Linked DNA regions of Pan troglodytes: region 1 is linked to region 2. A link is a contact called in public Hi-C data. All regions are on one chromosome and are shown on one strand. Each heading gives the region's core, a stretch centred on a gene start, on an enhancer-like site or on the middle of the called end of the contact. The rest is flanking DNA. Distances are from core to core; before and after follow the strand shown. Region 1 has its middle 40 kb from the start of CLVS1. Region 2 has its middle 26 kb from the start of CHD7.

Evidence for each region. Hi-C and Micro-C count contacts between places; a contact is called where the count stands out from the background.
Region 1: a Hi-C map of stem cell-derived neural progenitor cells shows a contact between it and region 2, with 2.7 times the contacts expected there. The contact joins two enhancer-like sites. A contact is called at or near these places in 4 of 7 Hi-C or Micro-C datasets (blood, induced pluripotent stem cells, a lymphoblastoid cell line and 1 more) and 1 of 1 datasets of contacts at active chromatin or transcription factors (stem cell-derived excitatory neurons).

The regions. Positions count from the first base shown.
Region 1 is chr7:69,608,097-69,614,024 of NHGRI_mPanTro3-v2.0_pri, forward strand. No RefSeq gene overlaps it. Among named protein-coding and RNA genes, the nearest start is that of CLVS1, 40 kb to the right of the region's middle. Within about 2 kb of position 3,000, at least 13 of the 24 cell types and tissues checked have an H3K27ac peak or open chromatin away from gene starts, as enhancers often do. A contact at or near this core is called in stem cell-derived neural progenitor cells, where this site is marked.
Region 2 is chr7:69,233,616-69,239,739 of NHGRI_mPanTro3-v2.0_pri, forward strand. No RefSeq gene overlaps it. Among named protein-coding and RNA genes, the nearest start is that of CHD7, 26 kb to the right of the region's middle. Within about 2 kb of position 3,041, at least 23 of the 24 cell types and tissues checked have an H3K27ac peak or open chromatin away from gene starts, as enhancers often do. A contact at or near this core is called in stem cell-derived neural progenitor cells, where this site is marked.

The sequences.
Region 1 (5,928 bases), core at 1,750-4,249, 370 kb after region 2:
AATGAATGAATGAATTTAGAGATGCTTTGCTTCCTCTCTGCTGTTATCAATAATCTCAGACTGTTCCTGTATTTTGAATTACTCCAGAGCCACACTCCAGGATATCTGAAGTTTAGGATTTGGCTCTTTCACATGCTTCTGTTGCCACCTACCCATGTCCAACTATCTTCTCCTTAACACCTACCCCACCAGCATGATGGAGGGCTCTCTATAAAGGCTCTCCTAGCCCATGCTGCACACACTTTTTCCTGTTCTGAAGCATGTCGCTAGAAATTCTACACACTTGCTTCCCCCCTTTAAAAAAATCATTTCACTCCTTTCCTGTTCCTTTTCCCACTTCTCTTGAGAACTTTCAAGAGCCTGCAATATAAACAACTCTAAATGAGAAAATCTGACTGAGAAACTGAGGAAAGAGAAGGCCAAGGGCCAATGGAGGAGTCGGGCACAATAACTTCTCTTTTCATGAGATTCGGTGGGGTTTTCTCCTTGGACGGCTGGTCTCCTGGGCAGAGCTGCTAGCCTTAAAGGGCCACATACATTAGATTTCCACGGTTGTGTTTTGTTTGTTTGTTTGTTTGTTTTTGAGATGGAGTCCCGCCCTGTCGCCCAGGCTGGAGTGCAATGGCGCGATCTCAGTTTACTGCAACCTCCACCTCCCGGGTTCAAGCGATTCCCTTGCCTCAGCCTCCCATGTAGCTGTGACTACAGGCACACACTACCATGACTGGCTAATTTTTTTTTTTTTTTTTGTATTTTTAGTAGAGATAGGGTTTCACCATGTTGACCAGGCTGGTCTCGAACACTTGACCTCAGGTGATCCGCCTGCCTTCGCCTCCCAAAGTGCTGGGATTACCGCATGAGCGCACCCGGCCTCCATGGTTGTTTTGACAGCTGAAGTGCAAAGGAATTAATTTTTCTATTTTATGTTATTTTAAAAATAATTTTACCTTTTATTTTAGATTCAGGGGGTACATGTATAGGTTTGTTACATGGGTATATCGCATGATACTGAGTTTTGAGTTATGAATAACCCTGTCACCCAAGTAGTGAGTATAGTATCCAATAGTTATTATAGTTTTTCAGCCCTTTCCCCTCTTTCTTACTGGCCCCTACCCCCAGTAGTCCCCAGTGTCTACTGTTCCCATCTTTATGGCCATGTGTACCCAATGCTTAGATGCCACTTATAAGTGAGAACATGTGGTATTTTGTTTTCTGTTCCTGTGTTAGACATTAACCCTTTAAGTCAAAGTCTTCTATAGTTTAGTTACTGCTTTTCTTCAAAGTGTGATTTATTATTCACCTCTTAAGGCATGAGTGTCAGAGCACATTCACACGCACACACACTGGATGCTACTGGGTTTTTTACGAGTTTAGACATGACCGATTTCCCTGCACATCCTCACGGCATCTGAATAACCCAAGACTTCCTACTAATGGTTTCAAGAGGAGACTTTCAGGTAATTAGGGAGATTCTGTTTTCCAAGAAAAGCTCTTCTTTTCAGAAGTCTGATTCCAAGGAGTTGTAGATGATTGCTTCATTTTGGGAGCTGGTATAGTTTAACGAGCAGCTTATGCCACACTGATCTCTAGCATATTTGTATCGACAAGGAGACACAAGCCTGCATGATTGTGGTTTTTTCCCTAGGTTCCTAATAGACCTTTGTTATTTATATTTTTAATTGTGTGAAAGTACCTGAAAGCTTAGTGGCAAAGAAGACAGTTGTAAAAAATTGAATAAATAAATACATTAAAAAAAATCCAAGTTAGTGATGTCTGACTTCCTCTATTCATGTTATTGCTACTCTTGTTGCTTTTTGGTTTTTGTTTTGCTTCTTGACTGTTGTTGTTTTCCAGGAAAGCTGTCATTTATCGTGAGAACAAGAGCAGCCATGTGTTGATTTTTCTGGATTCTTTTTGGATACTATCCCAGTGCTAATGAAGGCCCTTCCAAAGTGCTAAAGAGCTGGTGCCAAAATCAGTTACGCTGAAAACAATAGAGAGTGGTACACAGACAGCATATATATACCCGTATATGTATACGCACGCCTCGATATCTGAATTAATACGTGTGTGTGCACCTCCCTCTGTTTATGCAAATATACACACGCATCTGTGCAAACACATAATGTGTGCGCCGGAGCTACACTGAGGAGAATGTGACGGCTGCATTTTAATAAAAGGACTTTTTATAGCTGCTTGCAGAAAATTTTTCTTTGATCAAGGGATGAGCAAAGTTTCTAAATGTTGCAGCGCCCGAATTTGTCAGTTTGGAAGCTACTAAAAATGTACTTTCATCAGTTAAAAAATTTAGGGAGGAAAATAAATATTATAGATAGTATTTGTTTTACTAGGAGATGAGGATACTACTACAAGAAGCACCTGGAAAGTGCTTAGCATAGGCTTGGTTGCTGTGCTTATATTAACAAATTCTTTAACATGGATCTTTGCGTACTTTAGAGGTAGTTTATTAGCTGAAAGAGGGGACATTTTGTAGCTGGGCTCTCTGTGCCCTCAATAGATTTTCCCTGCCTTTCTCCCAATGTGTAATTATTCTGTCCTCAATTTGTTTACACAGCTTGGAGACGGGGACAGAGTTCTCTGGCGACCATGCAGCGGCGTGCAATCGCCCTAAAGAGAAACATTTAGAAGCGATAAAACCTAAATGCCCTGCCATGCACTATTACATCCCACAGTTATTCAAATTTAGTAAGTTAAATTAAATAATATCAAATAACTTGATTTCGGAGCTTTAAAAATTCATCTCTATGGTGCCCAGTAGTCAATTTCCTTTATTATTATTGTTCATCAAGTAGGATTTATGTTTTTTATGAATCAGGATCCTCGCCTGCGCCATCCGCAGCTCTCGTGGCGGGCCCGGTGAGTCGCAGCTCGGAGCGCCATCTACCGGCTGTTTTCTGCACGGCCGCCGGGAGGCTGCGCGCCGGCCCCAGGGTTGGGGAGAGGCCCCAGGAGCCAGGACGGCCCAGAGCGCTGGCCCTGAAAACATCAGAGACAGGACAGAGCTCTCAGCCGCTGTGCTCACAGCTTCCTTGGTCTCGGTCACTGGGGGTCCGCCTGAAGTCGCAGGGAGAAGCCGGAGAGACTGGCTGCTGAGGCTGGAGGAGTTTTTCTTCTGCTGCAAAGCTGACACGTGTGGTGGTGGTGTTCCGCGCCTCCCGTTCTTCTTTATAAAAGCCCAGACATCCAATTAAACTGCTGTGTCCCGGCGTATCTGGGAAGCCATTCCTGCATGACTCGAAGCCTTTCTCTGCTCTCGCACATTCCTGTTAGACGAGGACACTGGATGTTTAGGCACAGTAGCTGCTGATGCCAAAAAGTCCCCCAGGGAAAGACAATGATAAATTTTGTCATGTGTTATGTTTTTAAAAAGTATTTTACTTCCAGGGAAATCTTTTCCCTTTAACATTTCTGAAAAGGAGTTGAATTCTGGTGTGGTGGGGGCAATGGCAAGCCATTGGTTTTCTTAGTGGCAGGTTTCCATTTACGCTTAATTTGATTGTGGTTTAGCAAATAAACAACCATCAGACAATGGCAGTGTGTGTTGAAGGAAGGAAATCCCTTCAAAGCAAAGTTAAACTATTCCCTAATTCAAACCTCTCTGGCACCTTTGTTTGATCTATCTTGCTTCAGTAAAGTTCCATGAGTGTGACACTTAGAAGTTTGCTCACATTTTCAAGTAATATCATAATCCGAGCATCCCAACAGGGCATCCAAGAAATTCCTTTTCTTCTCTAAGCTTCTAAACAGAGTGCTCAGCATGGATATGTGTGTCTGAAAGTGCCTTCCAACTGATCAGCTGTCTCCTCTCTCTCTCCCCCCAGTCAAGTGTTTCAACATAGCAACAGATGGTGTTTTAAGCTTTTTGCTGAGTTTAGTATGGTCTTTTTTTGCTTTCCCAGGAGGACTGTGGTGATAAGTCCACTCTGCCATTAATAAGTTCAAATGAGATGGTACAACTTTCTCTTAGAAATTAAACTAACTTCACTGAGTCCCATGATTTAGTGTTGTTAATGCATTTTTCTTTCTGTTTTTCTTTTCTTTTTTTTCTTTCTTTCTTTTTTTTTTTTAGACAGAGTCTTGCTGTCACCCAGGCTGGAGTGCAGTGGCGTGATCTCTGCTCACTGCAACCTCTGCTTCCCGGGTTCAAGCAATTCTCTTGCCTCATCCTCCCGAGTAGCTGGGATTAGAGGTACGTGCCACCACGCCCGGCTAATTTTTTGTACTTTTAGTGGAGATGGGGTTTCACCATGTTTGCCAAGCTGGTCTTGAACTCCTGACCTCAGGTGATACTCCTGCCTCGGCCTCCAAGTGCTGGGATTACAGGCATGAGCCACCATGCCCGGGCGTTAAAGCATTTTTCAAAAGGAGTTCTCCTTCCCTTTCCTTAAAAGTAAACCTCTCTCTCTACCTTATACCATCACTCTATAGTTTCCAGGCATTTTCTTGAGATGTTTGTGCAGAAAAGAAATGTAAGAAAAAAGTGGCCAGACTGGAAGCAAAATCACACAATTTATATTTATTTTGCATGTGTTAGGTTACAAATCTCTGGAGATTTTAAGATCATTCTACTCTTCAAGCAAGAGTCAAAACTAAGTAACATCCGCCATTTGACTTAAGAGGAACAGAGTGAATCATGCTACAAGGTCTTTTTTCTGAGACTGCATTTACCAAAGAAAATCCAATTCTTAAAGGACCTCCAGAGAGCCTTCCTCCTCGTTGTTCAGTGGTGTGAGGAAAGACCAGAGACTCTTTTGCTAGGCTGTTGAAGTTCGAGGTGGAATCATCTTTTCTTCACTTGTTAACTGAAGGCAAACCCTTCGAAATATCCTGGCCTTGTTGTTCATGTTGTTTTTGCATTTTTATCATCAGGGTCACTTTTGTTATAGATTTATCATAGTGTGGATCGACCTGCATTCTGTCAGGGTTTGCAAGCCTCCCTGCCAACGTGCTGATCCGGTGCCTGTCCTGGAGTTACCCACCTCATCCTGGTCTGTCTTTCTTAGAACAATGACTTTCTAGCTCTAGCCTAATACAATAATTTGTTTGGTGGTTTAAAGGAGTTGGCCAAGAAACACAGGCAAGAGCTAGCATTCCCAAACTTAATCCTTAATCTGTTTGTCTTACTTGTTTATGGAGAAAAACAGAAACAAAATCACCCTAAGATTGTGCTATCTGAAACCAAAACACCTCCAGGAAGATGTTCCAGGCTGAATGTCCCACCCCCCTTCCCTCCCCCTGCTACCCCTCCAATTCACATGTTGAAGTTCTAATGCCCAGTACCTCAGAATGAGACTGTGTTTGGAGACAGGGTCTTTATAGAGGTACTTAAGTTAGAATAAGGTTATTAGGGTGGGCTTTATCCAATATGGTGAGTGTTCTTATAAAAGGAGGAAATTTAGATACAGACACGAGCAGAGGGAAGACCCTCTTCATGAGAAGACACAGAAAGCAGACAGCCGTCTAAAGCCAAGGAGAGAGGCCTGGAATGGTCTTTCTCTCACAGTTCTCAAGAGGAACCAACCTTGCCTACACCTTGATTTTGGACTTCCAGCCTTCAGAACTGTGAGACAATAAATGTCTGCTGTTTAAGTCACACAGTCTGTGACGCTTTGTTACGGCAACCCCAGCCCTAGCTGAGGTGAGGGAATTAATTCAGTCATCCATATATTTTGATATTCCAAAATAACTTCCATTATTTAGAAGAGCCTGCAGGCAGGGAGATGTGGTGTGCTTTGGGAATTCCTTGATGGTGCATTAAACGAGGCCCTTGGAAGATTCCAGCCTGGCCCTGCCCAACTTAGCTGCTGAATCCTCCGCAAACCATAAGGTAGTACTGAAGTCTGTGGAGCACTACTGCCATGTGTAAACCATGGCTAATCATAGAAATAACTTGTCTTCTATTTAGCT
Region 2 (6,124 bases), core at 1,791-4,290:
GCCTGTAATCTCAGCCACTTGGGAGGCTGAGACAGGAGAATCGCTGAACCCAGGGAGGCAGAGGTTGTGGTGAGCCAAAATCGTGCCACTGCACTCCAGCCTGGGTGACCGAGTGAGACTCTGTCTCAAAAAAAAAAAAAAAAAAAAAGGTAAATAAATTAGCTGGGTGTAGTGGTGTGTGCCTGTAGTCCCAGCTACTCAGGAGGCTGATGCAGGAGGATCAACTGAGCCTGGGAGGTCCAGGCTGCAATGAGCTGTGATCACGACACTGCACTCTAGCCTGGGATGACAGAGCAAGACCCTGTCTCAATCCATCAATCAATAAGAGAGGACAGAAGAAAATTTGAAGGGATAATTCCGTTAAAAATTATACGGGTGCTTGACTTAACAGATGGCCATCTTATACTCACACAGCCACCTGAAATATAAATGAATGAAAAGGCTAATGCAAAAATGTCTAAATTAGTAAACTGTCCAAGAGGTCTGATAAAAATGAATTAATAATCTCTAAGTTGAAAAATGAATATTCATATATATAGCTATAAGTCTGTTTAGTGAGTGATTGAAAATACGTAGCCACAGGGCTTTGAGCAATCAGGCTGGAATCCCAGTTCTATACCCACCGACCGTCAGGCCTTGGGCAAGTTACTTAACCTCTAGAGCATGTTTCCAAATCTTTAAAATGGGATAATAACTGTACCTGCCTCCTAAAATCTTTGTGAAGATTAAATAAAATACTTAGAATGGTGTTTGGCATATACCAGGTGTTCTATAAATATTATCACTCTATATAAAGTTACATATTTAATGCCAAAGCAAAAATCCTAAGGTAAACACATGCTGGAAAAGTCTCAAACTGATTTTTTGAGGCATTTTATACCTTATAGCCTATATCATATTGCCTAATGTTTGGGTTTATTATAAACAACTTTTTATTTCACTCAGCTTAATCTCTAAATTTTAATCACTCAATAACTTTTAAGTAAAACCAGTTTAATTATAAAAATTAAGAATTTAAGCGCTAGGAGTTTAAATAAAACTAAATCTGCTTCACTCACACAACTATTTATGGTTCACTTCTAGGGACAGCTATCAGAAATCATGCTAGTTATTTCTGCTTTTTTTATTCCTGTATTATGATGGATGAGGGTGAGGCGTCTAGAAAACTGTCATATGAGGAAGCGGCAACGTCTTACAATTTTCCTTATATCTCTTCTCTTTTCCTTACCAAAAAAAAAAAAGACATATTGCATTAGTATAAATTTGAGGAAAGTCTGTAAATTTAATTAACATCAAATCTGGTTTAGTGGAAATCATTCTAAGAAGAAATGAGGTCATGTCTCTTGCAATGAATCATGTCATTAAATTTATCTTCTTTCTGAAGTCTTTCCTTCATTTGTTTGTCATTTCCAAGTCCTTAATTGTTGTTGATTACTCAAACAAAATCAGGCTTTTTAGTTTTGAAAAGATATGAAACTGATGCTAAAAAATCTCTATCTCTACACGTCTGCTTTTAACTTTACAATATTTTTTCTACCCAGTTTTTTTAAAGCAAATACCAAGTTTATTTTATTCAAAATCTTCATTTATCATGTGTATCTCTTATTTCACGGGTGTCTTCACATATTCCTCTACTGTTTTAATTTTCTTTTCCTTTTTCTTTCTTTCTTTTTTTTTTTTTTTTAAGAGACAGGGGTTTAACTATGTTGCCCAGGCTGGACTCAAACTCCAGGGCTCAAGTGAACCTCCCAAGTAGTTGGGACTACAGCATTGCGCCCAGCCTAATTTTCATTTACTCCACAATTACACTCTACGAGATTACAACCTCACTTAAATAACACCCACGTATTTTCAAAGATAATCTTGGGAGAACTATCATCTTCTCAAGGGCTCTTTCAAAGGTCTCATCTACTCCAAGGCCTTGAGATACGATTCAATCCATAGGACATATCAAGATTTCAACTCTAGTCAGAATCAGTATTTTAACAATGGAAGCAAACTGGGAAAGCTAAGCAGTCTCGCGTCTTTACACACATGGAAACTATGACCATATATATTATACTTTTCCTTAACATTTTACAAAGGACATTCAGATGACTTATCACAGGTCCTAATTAAAAGAATCCTGAAGACAAAGTCAAGTCATTTTCATAACACTTGACCCTTTTCAACTACCTTAATATTTTTCATCTTAAAGGAAAGCTTTATGTTAAATCCAAGTATTTTATCTCCTTGTTAAAGCTGAGCTTGTATTTTAAATCAGCACCTTTATGCCAGTCTCAGAATCTCAAAACAGTTACATTTTCCCCTACGGTGTTCCCACCACTGAAAGGCCCCCAGGCGGGGCTGTCCAGGACCCTCGCTCCGCACCCATTTTGATCCCAGGAAGGGCGGTCGGGCAGGGACGGAGACCGCCGCGACCAGACAATGTCCTGCATTCACCGCGGCCTCGGCCAATCACAGGCCGGCGCCTCCCGGCCCCGTGCGGCGCCACCGGCCACTGCTCCGGCCGGAGGAAAACCTGGCTCTAGTCGGCCATCTGCGGCTAATCCAGTCAGAGCGCGCGGCGCTCCCACTGCGCCCGGCCCGGGGAAGGGGTCTGGGCAGCAGGCGCCGCGGCGTCCCCCGGGGCAGGGTCGCGAACGGAGGGCAGGACGCGCCGCCCCCTCCGCCCGAACGCGGCGCTGTCCCTTTAAGACGATCCTCCTCCCGGGGCCAAGCAGCGCGTTGGCGGCCCCGCCGCAGGGGGCAGCGACATCCGGGCTACCGGACTGGCGACGGCGGCGGCCCCTCGGGCAGCTCCCAGTCCCCGCGGGATGCCTGGCTCACCGCCGCCGGAGAAGAGGAGCCCTCCAGGCCAAAAAAATCCCCCCAAGCCCAGGGTCGCACCGCGGCGGCCGCGGCATGTGCCGCCACCCGCCTCCGCCTCGCAGACTCCGGGGCCGGGACGCCGGGGCCAGCACGCGGGTCACGAACGCTCAGCCTGCGGGGCCGCGCGGCGCGCGCCCGCCTCAGGACCGCCCCACCTCCTGCGCGTGCCCAGGGGGCGGGGCGCTGCTGATCAGCCAATCAGCGCCAGACTCCCGGGACCGCCCCTGAAGTCTTCTTAGGGGGCGGCACTGGAGGGAGAACTTCGTGGGGGGGCGCGGCGGCTGGCTGTGGGTGTGGAAAAGCGGGCGCGCCAGAGGGCTGGGAAGGTGGGAGCGGAGGCGCTGGCCCCGACTCCTAAGCTGTGCGGAAGTGAAAGGGGCGGGAGCGGCGGGGAAGGGCGCTGGCCGCGCGTGAGAACCGGCGCGGGCGAGCCGGGGGCGGGGAGGCGCCGGGAGCAGGTGGTGCAGCCCGAGGCGGGCGGGAGGGGCTGGCATGTCCTGGAGATGGGAAAAGCGGGGATGGATGTGCTGAGCTAATAAGCGTACTGCCAGAGCTGTCAAGGTTTATTTATGCAGGACAGAGAACTTAGAGAAGTTATTCACTGACTGGTGGACACACGTTCTAAGATTTTCCTCCGTTCGGTTTAAGAGAAAAGTGCTTACATGTTTCTGATGCCTGGTGATATTTATTAAAATTGAAAGTTGGTCACTTGATATTTTATCATAGGGTTGGGAGAAAGAGGAACAAAAGGCATTTATAAAGCAAAAGCCATTTCTGCGATGCACTCTATTAAAAACTTGAGAACGAATGTGTTTCAACAATCGGATGCATTGAATTAATTTGTAGGAGGGTAGAGTGAGGCTTGTATTGGCTGGGAGATTCACTGCCAGGTGGTCATGCATAAGCCCCTACCCCAAGCTCTCATTTTCCCTACCTGCAGAATTAGACCAATGAATACCCCACCTGTCTCACCGCATGTTTTGAGATTCCGCGTGTGTGAGGGAGGGAGGGCTGGAGCGCAGGCCGGTGCCGTCTGGGCCGCCCTCTCTCCCGGGCGTGCTCTGGACCGTCTCGTCCCCTCCCGGCGCGTCATCCTGCTTCCGGAACCCCCGTGTCCTGAAGTCCAGGCATATTTAACTTGGGTGCCACAGAAATCTCAAAATCTAGGTGTTCTCAGCGAAGCTGGGCACCTTCCCTACAAGCCTCGCGTGTTTCCTGTCTCAGCAAAGACAACACTACAATCTGGTCATTATCCCCCTACCCCAATTCACCTAGCCCCGGGATCCGTTTTGCGTCTGCACTTCAGGCCGCCTGGTTGTCGCTGCTGCAGCTCTCATACCTCGGTGCGGGGCGCGGCGTCTCCCAACTGGACCTCCGGCGACCGCTCACCGCTCTCTCCGCCTCCGCCCTTGCCCCTCCCCCGTCTCGACAGCACAGCCAGTCAGATGCTTTATTTTAATGTAAATCTGTTCGTGTCACTCCTGTTTACGATCTTTTATGGGCTCTCCGTTGCTCTCGGGATAAAGTCCTATCTCCTTAAATTCGCTTAATGGCCCTCCTAATCCAGTTACCGCTTTCGTCTGCGGCTGGATCTTTTACCTTGGGCCGCTCCTCCAGCCCTTCTTCACGTTCCGCCCAACCTGGACTGCTTTCACTTCTCTCAACTTGCCGACTCAAGCTGCTGCAGCACTTCTCCGTCTCCTCCCTGCTTCCTTCGTTTCCTGCACCTCCTTCCCCAGCGTGAGCGTTTAGGGCGCCCGTGGAACCCCTTCCTTTGCCGCGCACCGGTAGCCTTGCACTGCCGTGGGCTGCGGTCCGACCTGGGGCGCGTCCCACGCCAGCCCTTTGGAGCATGGGCTGCATTGTTCCGGTTTCCTAGGACGGTCCTGACAATACTGGCAGAGCCCAATAGCCCTTTTAGGATACACAGTGATGGGCGCAGAAAACCAAACAAGTAGCCTGAGATCTTTGCTGATTGATTCATTTTATATTGCTGTATTTTTCAGTTTTAAAATTTTCCACTTTATAAGAATAGCATTTTTTAAAATTATATAAATTTAAAACTGATAATGACGTTTTACACCACAAACAATTACAAATCTCTTTTAGCAGAAAGTGTGTGTGGTTTGTGAAATGAAATCAGGAACAGTGGCTCGATGTTCAATGCACATGGGCAGAAATGTTCACTTTAAACTCAGATGCTGAAACTTTAAAACAGCTGAAACTCATGCCCCAATAATCATTAAAGGAAGGACCAGAAGAAAAGAGCAGTAAGCTGGGCTTATTATTAATTTGTAGGCTAGTAATTATCGATAGGTTAAGAAATTGCTTTGTTACTGGCTTTTTAAAAAAAATCCTGGTACTGTTAATATTTCTATTGTTTATATGAGACGTCAGTGTAACAAATTGGAATTCTCATTTTCCCAGTGCTCCCTCCTAGCTAGCAATGATAACATATGTGCCTTTGGATCTGTAGTATTTCTAAACATGGTTCTGCTACACACTTTCCAATAAAGTTAAACAAGAATTCTTTGTTGAGCTATGTAATATTTAGAGGGGAGGATAGGGGAATAAATCTTAACTACTGCAAATTGTTTCCCTTCAGCCTAACTCTGAAGGAGATCCTTGTTGGTTTTTTCATTACTGTACTACTAGGCTGTTTACTTTGTTACACTTTTGTGGAAGGGAGCAGAACTTAGTAAATAATAAAAAATAAAAAATAAGTGGGGAGAGTTTAATAAAATAAGCAAAAAATAAATGAAATATAGAAGTAAAGTAATAATGCACTTTTAGTTAGAAAAATTTGTTTCTATGCTCTGTGCTATAATTAACATAAGCTCTTATGCCGCTCAATTTATCTAATGAAAACAATATTTCAAGCAGAAGAAATAGGCATTATAGTTATTTACTGTTTCTACAGAAAAATATTATTCAAACATGAATCTTATCTGTTTATAGGACCTGTCAAATAACTATTATAAACAAATGATAAGAGAATAATAAATGCTGGAGAAATGGCTTTTCTTTTGGAGGTAGGCTTGAATAATTTTGAGTTTAGAAAACATTTTAGACACTCTAATTTGGTAAAAGTCCTAAAATTACACTTCACTTACATTCTAGCTAACTGCATTTTTCACTTTTTAAACTTGTTTAAAAATCTTATTTCCAAACTTGATGGAATGGTAAAGGATTTTTTTAAAGTGTTTATAATGAAACATTTTTAATAGCTAGTTTTAAGAGTATATCTATAATG